Regions from separate parts of the Sus scrofa genome. Here regions 2 and 3 are each linked to region 1. The links are chromatin contacts, called in public HiChIP or PLAC-seq maps. All regions are on one chromosome and are shown on one strand. Each heading gives the region's core, a stretch centred on a gene start, on an enhancer-like site or on the middle of the called end of the contact. The rest is flanking DNA. Distances are from core to core; before and after follow the strand shown. Region 1 holds the start of LPAR6 (lysophosphatidic acid receptor 6). Region 2 overlaps RCBTB2 (RCC1 and BTB domain-containing protein 2). Region 3 overlaps RCBTB2 (RCC1 and BTB domain-containing protein 2).

What was found. HiChIP or PLAC-seq counts read pairs in DNA pulled down with a chosen protein or histone mark.
Region 2: an H3K27ac HiChIP or PLAC-seq map of alveolar macrophages shows a contact between it and region 1. The contact joins the enhancer-like site here to the promoter of LPAR6 in region 1. A contact is called at or near these places in 3 of 5 promoter capture datasets (fetal skeletal muscle and liver), 7 of 47 Hi-C or Micro-C datasets (embryonic fibroblasts, fibroblasts, heart right ventricle and 2 more) and 2 of 2 datasets of contacts at active chromatin or transcription factors (alveolar macrophages and skeletal muscle).
Region 3: a contact with region 1 is called in an H3K27ac HiChIP or PLAC-seq map of alveolar macrophages. The contact joins the enhancer-like site here to the promoter of LPAR6 in region 1. A contact is called at or near these places in 3 of 5 promoter capture datasets (fetal skeletal muscle and liver), 5 of 47 Hi-C or Micro-C datasets (embryonic fibroblasts, fetal skeletal muscle, heart right ventricle and 2 more) and 2 of 2 datasets of contacts at active chromatin or transcription factors (alveolar macrophages and skeletal muscle).

The regions. Positions count from the first base shown.
Region 1 is chr11:19,214,986-19,217,685 of Sscrofa11.1, reverse strand. LPAR6 (lysophosphatidic acid receptor 6) reads right to left here and starts at 1,381. Exons shown (of 1, transcript XM_003482887.4): 1 at 1-1,381. The region is part of intron 17 of RB1 (RB transcriptional corepressor 1); the gene reads left to right.
Region 2 is chr11:19,117,120-19,119,932 of Sscrofa11.1, reverse strand. The region is part of intron 3 of RCBTB2 (RCC1 and BTB domain-containing protein 2); the gene reads right to left. Among named protein-coding and RNA genes, the nearest start is that of RCBTB2, 37 kb to the right of the region's middle. Within about 2 kb of position 1,447, at least 39 of the 83 cell types and tissues checked have an H3K27ac peak or open chromatin away from gene starts, as enhancers often do. A contact at or near this core is called in alveolar macrophages, fetal skeletal muscle, liver and 2 more, where this site is marked.
Region 3 is chr11:19,093,656-19,096,413 of Sscrofa11.1, reverse strand. All of the region lies in intron 1 of RCBTB2 (RCC1 and BTB domain-containing protein 2), which reads right to left. Among named protein-coding and RNA genes, the nearest start is that of RCBTB2, 13 kb to the right of the region's middle. Within about 2 kb of position 1,508, at least 1 of the 83 cell types and tissues checked has an H3K27ac peak or open chromatin away from gene starts, as enhancers often do. A contact at or near this core is called in alveolar macrophages, where this site is marked.

The DNA of each region.
Region 1 (2,700 bases), core at 132-2,631:
CAGAATGAAATTGTATCTTTTTAAACAAAATATTTTCCCCTAAATTGATTGAAATAAATTTTGTAAAATAAAAGTTACACTACTTGGCTAAATTTTAGGTTCCTGATTTTAATTCCCCCCGCCCTCACCTACTCCTCCTAATAATTTGACATTAATTATATATTGGAATGTAGGTCAGATTTTGTTTTCATTTAAAAGCTCATGTGAGTGGTTTCTCTGTGTTTAAAGTAGACTCATTTTTTAAAGCCCAAAGAAATTAGAAGGAAGTATGTGTGAGAAAGGGGTAGTTGAATGTAGATAGTATTTCCTCAAGGATTATGTTTTTTCTTATTCTAAATTACCATTTTTTTCAGAAAAGACTATAGTTTGGTTTAATGTTACTATTTTCTAGCTTGGTTCCATTTGAGCTGAAACTATTCCTTGCAGGTATCAATTAAGGAAATTTGGTGAATTTAAGAGCACTTTATTTTTCTTTCTCAGTTACTTAACTAATTTAAAACTGATATTTTAGGAGTTCCCATCATGGTGCAGTGGAAACGAATCTGACTAGGAACCATGAGGTTGCAAGTTTGGTCCCTGGCCTCATCTGTGACCTATACCACAGCTCATGGCAATGCCAGATCCTTAACCTACTGAGCAAGGCCAGAGATCCAACTGCATCCTCATGGATACTAGTCAGATTGTTTTCTGCTAAGCCATGACAGGAACTCCTCTGTTTTTTTTTTTCGAATTGGTTATTTCTAGCCTTGATGATAGTATCAGTTTTATTTTGTCCCTTCTTTATTCTCTCTGCTGTCTTTTTACTAACCCTGTCACTTTTATCTATGTGGTGGTTATAGTATCTTGTCTTATTTCTGGTCCTACCCTCTTTCAATTTCCCCTGCCAGACAGTCACAAATCAAGTCACAAATGATCAACTAAGTATTTATTTATACGCTCTTGCTTCCAAAAAGAATTTAAAGCAGATTATACTTTTAAAACTGTCAAACTGATGAAACTAAATATTTAAGATTTTAGAATTTTATTATATGAAATTATACCTACATTTTAAAAGTTAAAAAGAAAGTGTGGAACAGTTAATATTTTTAGATGTGAGAAATGTGCGAGATATTATTCTAAACATTACTCATATCCATTCTAAAAATCACGCATTTTTAATGTAATACATGTTTGCAAAAAGCAAAAAATAAAAACCTGTGACGATTACACATTAAAAAAGCTTTTCCTCTACAAAAGACCTTTCCTTTCCAAAACACAAGTAAGATACCATGTCTTTTTATTATAAAATTAATCAAGGAGGAATTTTCACAACTGTAAAGTATTCTCTCATTAAAGGTTTTGATGGCCATAATTGGAGTTGTACTTAACATTGAGAATATGAGATAATGTAAAAAAAAAAAAAATTTGAATGAGAGTGTAGTGAAATAACTATGTTCACATTTAAAACAAAGTGTGGAACAGTGAAATTTTAAAATAGAAGAACAGTGTTCTGAATTTATTTTATTCATTTTGAAAGCAGCACACGTTTGCCCTGATGAGAAGTGATTCTTCAGGGTCTTTTTCCATCTCAAATTTATAGCTATGGACGTTCCCATCGTGGCGCAGTGGGAACAAATCTGACTAGGAACCATGAGGTTGTGGGTTCGATCCCTGGCCTCGCTCAGTGGGTTAAGGATCCGGCGTTGCTGTGAGCTGTGTGTAGGTCGCAGACACGGTTGGGATCTGACATTGCTGTGGCTCTGGTGTAGGCTGGCAGCAATAGCTCTAATTAGACCCCTAGCCTGGGAACCTCCATATGCCATGGGTGCAGCCCTATAAAGACAAAAGACCAAAAAAAAAAAAAAAAAAAAAAATTACAGCTATGAAAAAAGCCGGAGTTGGAGTTCTCTTGTGGTGCAGTGGATTAAGGATGTAGCATTGTCACTGCAGCAGCTTGGGTCACTGCTTGGGTGTGGCTTTGATCCCTGCCCCTGGGAACTTCCACACATCATGGATGTGGCAAAAAAAAAAAAAGCCAAAATCTTCTCGTTTTAGATTCTTCTGAAGCCTGTTACAGTAATTTTTTTCTTTTAAAAAATTATTTTTTTATTTATGTATAGTTGATTTACAGTGCTGTATGATAAATTTTCTATTTAAGTTTAGAAACAAAACTTTCTCAGTTTGAGAATAGAACATGTATAATTTATATTGATAGAATATATTTATTTTATGTCCAAATATCTTTTAACCTAATAGGAAAATTTATTAAATTGTAGACAAATTTAGTATTACTAAATGGGGATCATTACCGTTCTGTCATTACCTAAAAGTGATTTACCTTTTTGTCATTACTGCAAATGCAACTCTTTACTAGAGCCTGAGTTCGGGGGGTTGAACCAGCTGGTGGGGTTGGGTGGGAGTAGAAGAAGAAAGATTTCAAAGGTAATGTATGATGATTTATAGCAAAGTAAAAGCAGACAAGAATGGTGATTGAAGCAGCTTCAAGCAAAGAGGTAAAGGAAGTGCAGAGGAGCAGGAAGGCTGTGGTGGTGTAAGACCTAGAACTTGAGGGAGGGTATTCATCACTTCCAGCACTTCCCTTGTCCCTTCCTCCTTTTTTCCTGTCTCTGCCTGCTTCCTGCTCCTTCATCTGCCCCTCTTAAAATCTTACTTCATTTTTGTGTGGAGGAGACCTCCCAATCTCATCAGTTCCTTTTTTGT
Region 2 (2,813 bases), core at 198-2,697, 98 kb after region 1:
CGCCTATCAGAATGGCCACCATCAAAAAGTCTACAAACAACAAATCCTGGCGAGGGTATAAAGGGGAAGAACCCTTCTACACTGCTTGTGGGAATGCAACTGGTGCAGCCACTATGGAGAACAGCATGCAGATTCCCTAAAAGAAAACTTTAAAAATGAAAGAAAATGACAACAGCGGAAGAGGAGGACATGAGGTTCGCCTACTCCCACAAATACACTGAAATTCCATCTATATGTGGAACAATTCACAGAGAAAATTTTCTGAATGCCGACAAAAGACCCCAGGATTCTGACAGAACAAGAAAACTTCACAAAACTGAGCAGGACCGAAGAAAAAAGGAAAGAAAAAGAGAAATAAAGCAGGCCTGGACTCGTACCCCTAGGAAGCAGCTGGAAAAAGGAAAAACCCTCACCCCCTGGAAAGTACCCCACCAGCGAGGAAACCAGCCAGGACAGAGGGGGAACTCTGGAGGACCGGAGAAGAACACAACAACTGATGTAAAGCAGTTAAAGTGGAAGCATTCCTGTCACCGTCACTGGCCTGCATTTCCCAACCACAGGCTGGTGCAGCCAGCAGCCAGGAACTGAAACTCCAGCTTTGGAGATCAGACTCAGAGAGAGAGCTGGGTCTGGCTACACGGGGAAAAACTAGGATTAATAGCATGGAGACAGCCTGGAAGGACTAGAGTCTGGAAAGTCCACATCTGTGGCTGTAAGCTGAGGAAAGACGGTTGGACTTGGAAGATGTGCACCACTGCTGGGGGAGGCCTGGCAGGAAGGAGCAGGATCTACCACTGGAATCTTACCCTCTGCAAGTGCTCTCAGGCTGCAACACGCCAACTACTCCAGCTCCAGGATGTATCCTTGAGCAGCAGCTACTTAGCAATAGTTGGGGAGAAGCCCACAGCCCTTCAGGCTACAGAGAAAGTGGAGCAAGAATAGGGAACCCTTGGAGCAGGCAGAGGGAACTCGGGAATAACACAGGCCCCACGACAGCAGCCAGGCAGGGGAACACTGAAGCAATTGCTGCAAACAGTGCAGAAGGCTCAGGGAGTCATGCATGGCCTGGTATGTCGGCAAAGAGCCATGATCTGCATAGGGGGTGGCGAAAGTTATTTCGGAAACAGCACAAACCCTGGGCAATTGCAAGGGTCTGGGTCCTTCTGGGCAGTCAAAGAGCTGTGATCTGCCTAGGGGGCCAACAAAGTGAATTCGGAAACGGTGTGGATGGTTCCAGAGTCGCCAGGGGCCTTCCGGGTGGGCATAGAGTCACAATTTGCCTAGGGAGCAGAGAAAGTTATTTTGGAAACAGCACAAGTAATTCCGAGAGTCGCGAGGGGCCTGCTGGGTGGGCAGAGAGCTGCAAAAAGCCCACTGAACTGGCAAAGTTATTTCAGAAACACCACAAACAGTTCTGGGAGTCTCAAAGGCACAGTGAGCAGGCGGAGTGATCTCGAGAATAGCACAAGCTCCATGACCTCTGCCAACAATCAAGCAGGGCACTGCAGAAGCAGGGTTAAGTTGCACAGCTACTCAAAAGGGCTGAGAGGGCCCTGCTGGTGCACATTTTACTTTGCTGTGGCTACAGGAAGCACTCTGTTATCTGCCCAGTAAGGGAAGGGACTGCCAGAACACTGCAGGTCCTACAGCTACAGAGAGAGCTTTTGAGCAACATTTAGGGAGCAGCCCCCATCCTTAGGGCTACAGAGAAGACTCCCTAGACCAGCCAAACAAAGGGAGAGATTAAAGAAAGGCCCCTGCCCCCACTATAGGGAGCAGTCCCAAGGGGCTCCTTGACAAAGGGACGATCTAGAGGAGGGGCTGCTCAGGTGCCAACTACAGGACATCGTCCTGAGAGCTACCTAACAGCTAGACAGGTCTCAGGAGCCAGTGCTGCCCCCTGACCACAAAAGCAATCCTGTGAACCATCACCAACTCTCTCATAGGCCCCATTCCTAGCAGCCACCTGGCTCCAGAGGAGGTAGCATAATACCACTGCTCCTATCATGGGCTCTGAGAACACGTGAGCCACTACCACCCCGAGACCTCCAAGACTAGGCACCAGCTGCTGCGTCTACATACCTGCTGTCAAGGGGACAATAAATGCAGACAGTCAGACCTTACAAAACAAAGAAATAGCTTTCAGACAAAGAAACAAGACAAAAACACACAAAAAAACAAGTAAATAAAGAGGAGATAGGTAATCTAATTAAAAAAGAGTTCAGGGTGATGATAGTAAAGATGATCCAAGATCTCGGGGAAAAAATAGAGGCACAGATAGAGAAGTTACAAGAAATGTTTAACAAAGAGCTTAAAAGATTTAAAGAACAAGCAAACTAAGATGGATGACACAACATCTGAGATGAAAAACACACCAGAAGCAATCAACAGCGGGATAATGGAGGCAGAAGAATGAATAAGTGAGGTGGAAGACAGAATGACGGAAATCAATGCCAGAGGGGGAAAAAAAAGAAAATGAAAAGAACTGAAGAGCGTCTAAGAGACATCTGGGACAACATTAAATGTAACCACCAATACTACACCCAGCAAGGCTCTCATTCAGATTCAATGGAGAGAGCAAAAGCTTTTCAGACAAGAAAAAGCTAAGAGAATTCAGCACTTCCAAACCAGCTCTACAACTACTAAAGGAACTTCTCTAGGCAGAAAATAAAAAGCCACAATTAAAAACAAGAAAATTTCAAATGAGAAAACTCACTGGTATTGACCAAAATAATATAAATGCAGAAAATCACCCATTGACAAATATGGTATCAAAACTAGCAAGCATGAGAAGCAAAGACAAATGCAGACCC
Region 3 (2,758 bases), core at 259-2,758, 120 kb after region 1:
ATCTCGCTACCATCTTTAATCCAAGCATCTCTTTGAAGCTCTGATGTCTATTCTAGGTAGTTTTTCTTTAAAACTAATACCAAAGTATCCATTTTATTTTACATATTACCAGATCTCAAGCCTCTAATCCTTAAGGCTTAACTTTCTAGTCAAGTGAAATGAAGTCTGCAATTCACACCTCCTATGCCCAAGGCGAGCCACCAGCCACCAGCTGCCATAGGAGCAATGAAAGTGTTCACACACTTGTAAGTGAAGAGAGAGGGGTCAGAGACAAAGACACTTGGCCATTCCTTAGACCGAGCCTTTATCAGTTTACCGATTCAGCTGCATGGAAGGGTGAAATGGAGCACAACAGCCAAGAAAGGGCTACATCCATGCATTCACACCTTTTACTCTGCAGGGGTTCTGCCCAAGATTAAACACAACCCAGTCAATGTTTGGGAGTCAAGTTAGTATTCCCCCATTTGGAGGAGAAGAGGGGGAGGAAGGCAGTGTGGCAGAAGCTACTGGTTGTTGCCACAACATCAGTTCTTTTCTTCTCAGTAATAGACACCCCCACATTTAGATGGGTGTGAAGCACCTAGAATAGAAGCTACATTTACCAGCTGGCGTTGAAGCTAGATGCAGCATATGGCTAAGCTCTGGACAATGAGATGTAAGCATAAGATGGTGTGTGCAACTTCGGGAACGTGTCCTTAGAGGTGGAGGATATATCTTCTCTTCCACTTTTCCTCCTTCTCATTGGCCGGCATGTGGATGTGATGGCAGGATCTAGGGCAGCCTCTTGGACCACAAGATGGACGTCCCATTTGGAGGACGGCAGAGCAACAGATTAGAAGGAGACTGGGTGTCTGACAACTGGAGAGTTGCCAGCTTCTGTCTTCTTACAAACCATCTGCACATTGTAGCTGAACCTATTTTAACTGATGCCAGAGGAGATATCACCCCCTCTATTGAAATCATAGCAAGAAGGCCTTGAACTCTATGCTGAGCAGTTTAGATTTGGGGGTTATATATAATGGGGAACAAGTAATGGATTTTAGATTTGCAAACAAATAAAATTCGTTCACATTGGTGGCACTATTGTATTTTCCCTTAACGTCACTAAGGACTAGAGCACAACTTTTTAAAATTTCATGCATGGGTCACTAACCACATGAACAAAGAAAAGAAGAGGAACAACAGAGTAAGTTTGTCAATCTTAATTTTCACTTAAAACAATTTAGTATTCTAGGAAGTACATAGGACTTCCGAGAAAGGAGTGGAGAATGTTGAAATAAAATTTTTCAGTTGATACCATCTCTCTTTTTCTAGCTCTGGAGATTTTTTTTTCTTTTGCCTTCTGCATAAAATTATTTACTGTCTTCTCTTTGGATTAACAGCCAGTAATGGATCACCAAGAAAATCAGAAATAAACTGAAATCAAAGGAACTATAATGGTACAGTGGATATTTTAAATTTTGGGCTGCCCGGGGTCTATTTTCTTATGTAAAGCACTGTGGTTTCCCTTTTGGGGAACTGCTACTTTCAGTATGAGCAGAAAATCATATGATTGTCAACAAATTCTTTTGTTATCTTCAGAAAGACCTCAATTTTTTAGAAAACTTTCTAGTTATTGTTGCGAATAGATATTCTATCTTAAGGAAGTTGATGTTTACTTGAATGTGCTTGCAGTTATATCATACATCCTATAGCATGGCCTTTTCACTTAATATTTTGTTTTTGAGATTTACCCATGGCGAATCATCTCGATCTAGCTCACCTGGCTCCTATATAATACGGAGTTTTATAAATTTATTAAGTTGAACCATATCGAAATGGTTGAATCGCAGCAATTTCATATGGTTCCTATGGATCATATCACAATGATCTATTTTCCAATTGATGAACATTTAAGTTATTTTCAATATTTCATTATTGCAAGCACTGATGTGATGAAAACCCATTTACACATCTCCTAAGTACTGTGCAAAATTTTCTCTAGGTTATACACTGAAAATTAGAATTGCTGGATTTTAGGGCATGTGTAACTTCCGTTTTATCAGACAGTGCCCAGTTATTTCTCAAATCATTTGTTTGTATCAGTTTCCACTTGCCAACGCTGTACAAGAATTTCCTCATCCAGACCAACACGTGGTATCAGAAATCTTGCCAATCTGATGGGTCTGAAAAGATATACCCTTGTTTTAATTTGCATTGCCTTGATTACTGATCAGTTTGAACATCTTTTTGTACTCATATTCATGCATTTTTTGAACATACTCTTTATATCATTCCCAGTTAGCTAATGGTTATTTGACTTTTCCTCCCATTTTGTAGAAGTTTTTCATATAGTTTGACTATTGCATTATGGTTAGACGTGTTGTATCTTCTCTGAAGCACTGGCTTGTCTTTCAGAATCTTTTGTTTCGAAGAGGTTTTAAATTAGAAAATATTCAAATTTGACTGTATTTCCTTTATGACCTGTGATTTTCGAGTCTTGTATGGGAATTCATTCTACCCTGTGGTCACAAAGACATTATTCCACATTATCTCCTATAAATTTTCAAGGGTTAGTTTTCACATTTGAGTCTTTAATTCATCTGGAATTGAGCATGCATATGGTACAAGATGAAGGTCTAACCTTTTCCCTATGATAACATTCTGTTTCTGCATCATTTATTGAATAGCAATCTTGTCTACACAGAGTTGCGATGACATTTCCGTTATCTTCTAAATGTCCACACTTGCCAAGCTTCTTTTCTGTACTTCTTTTCCT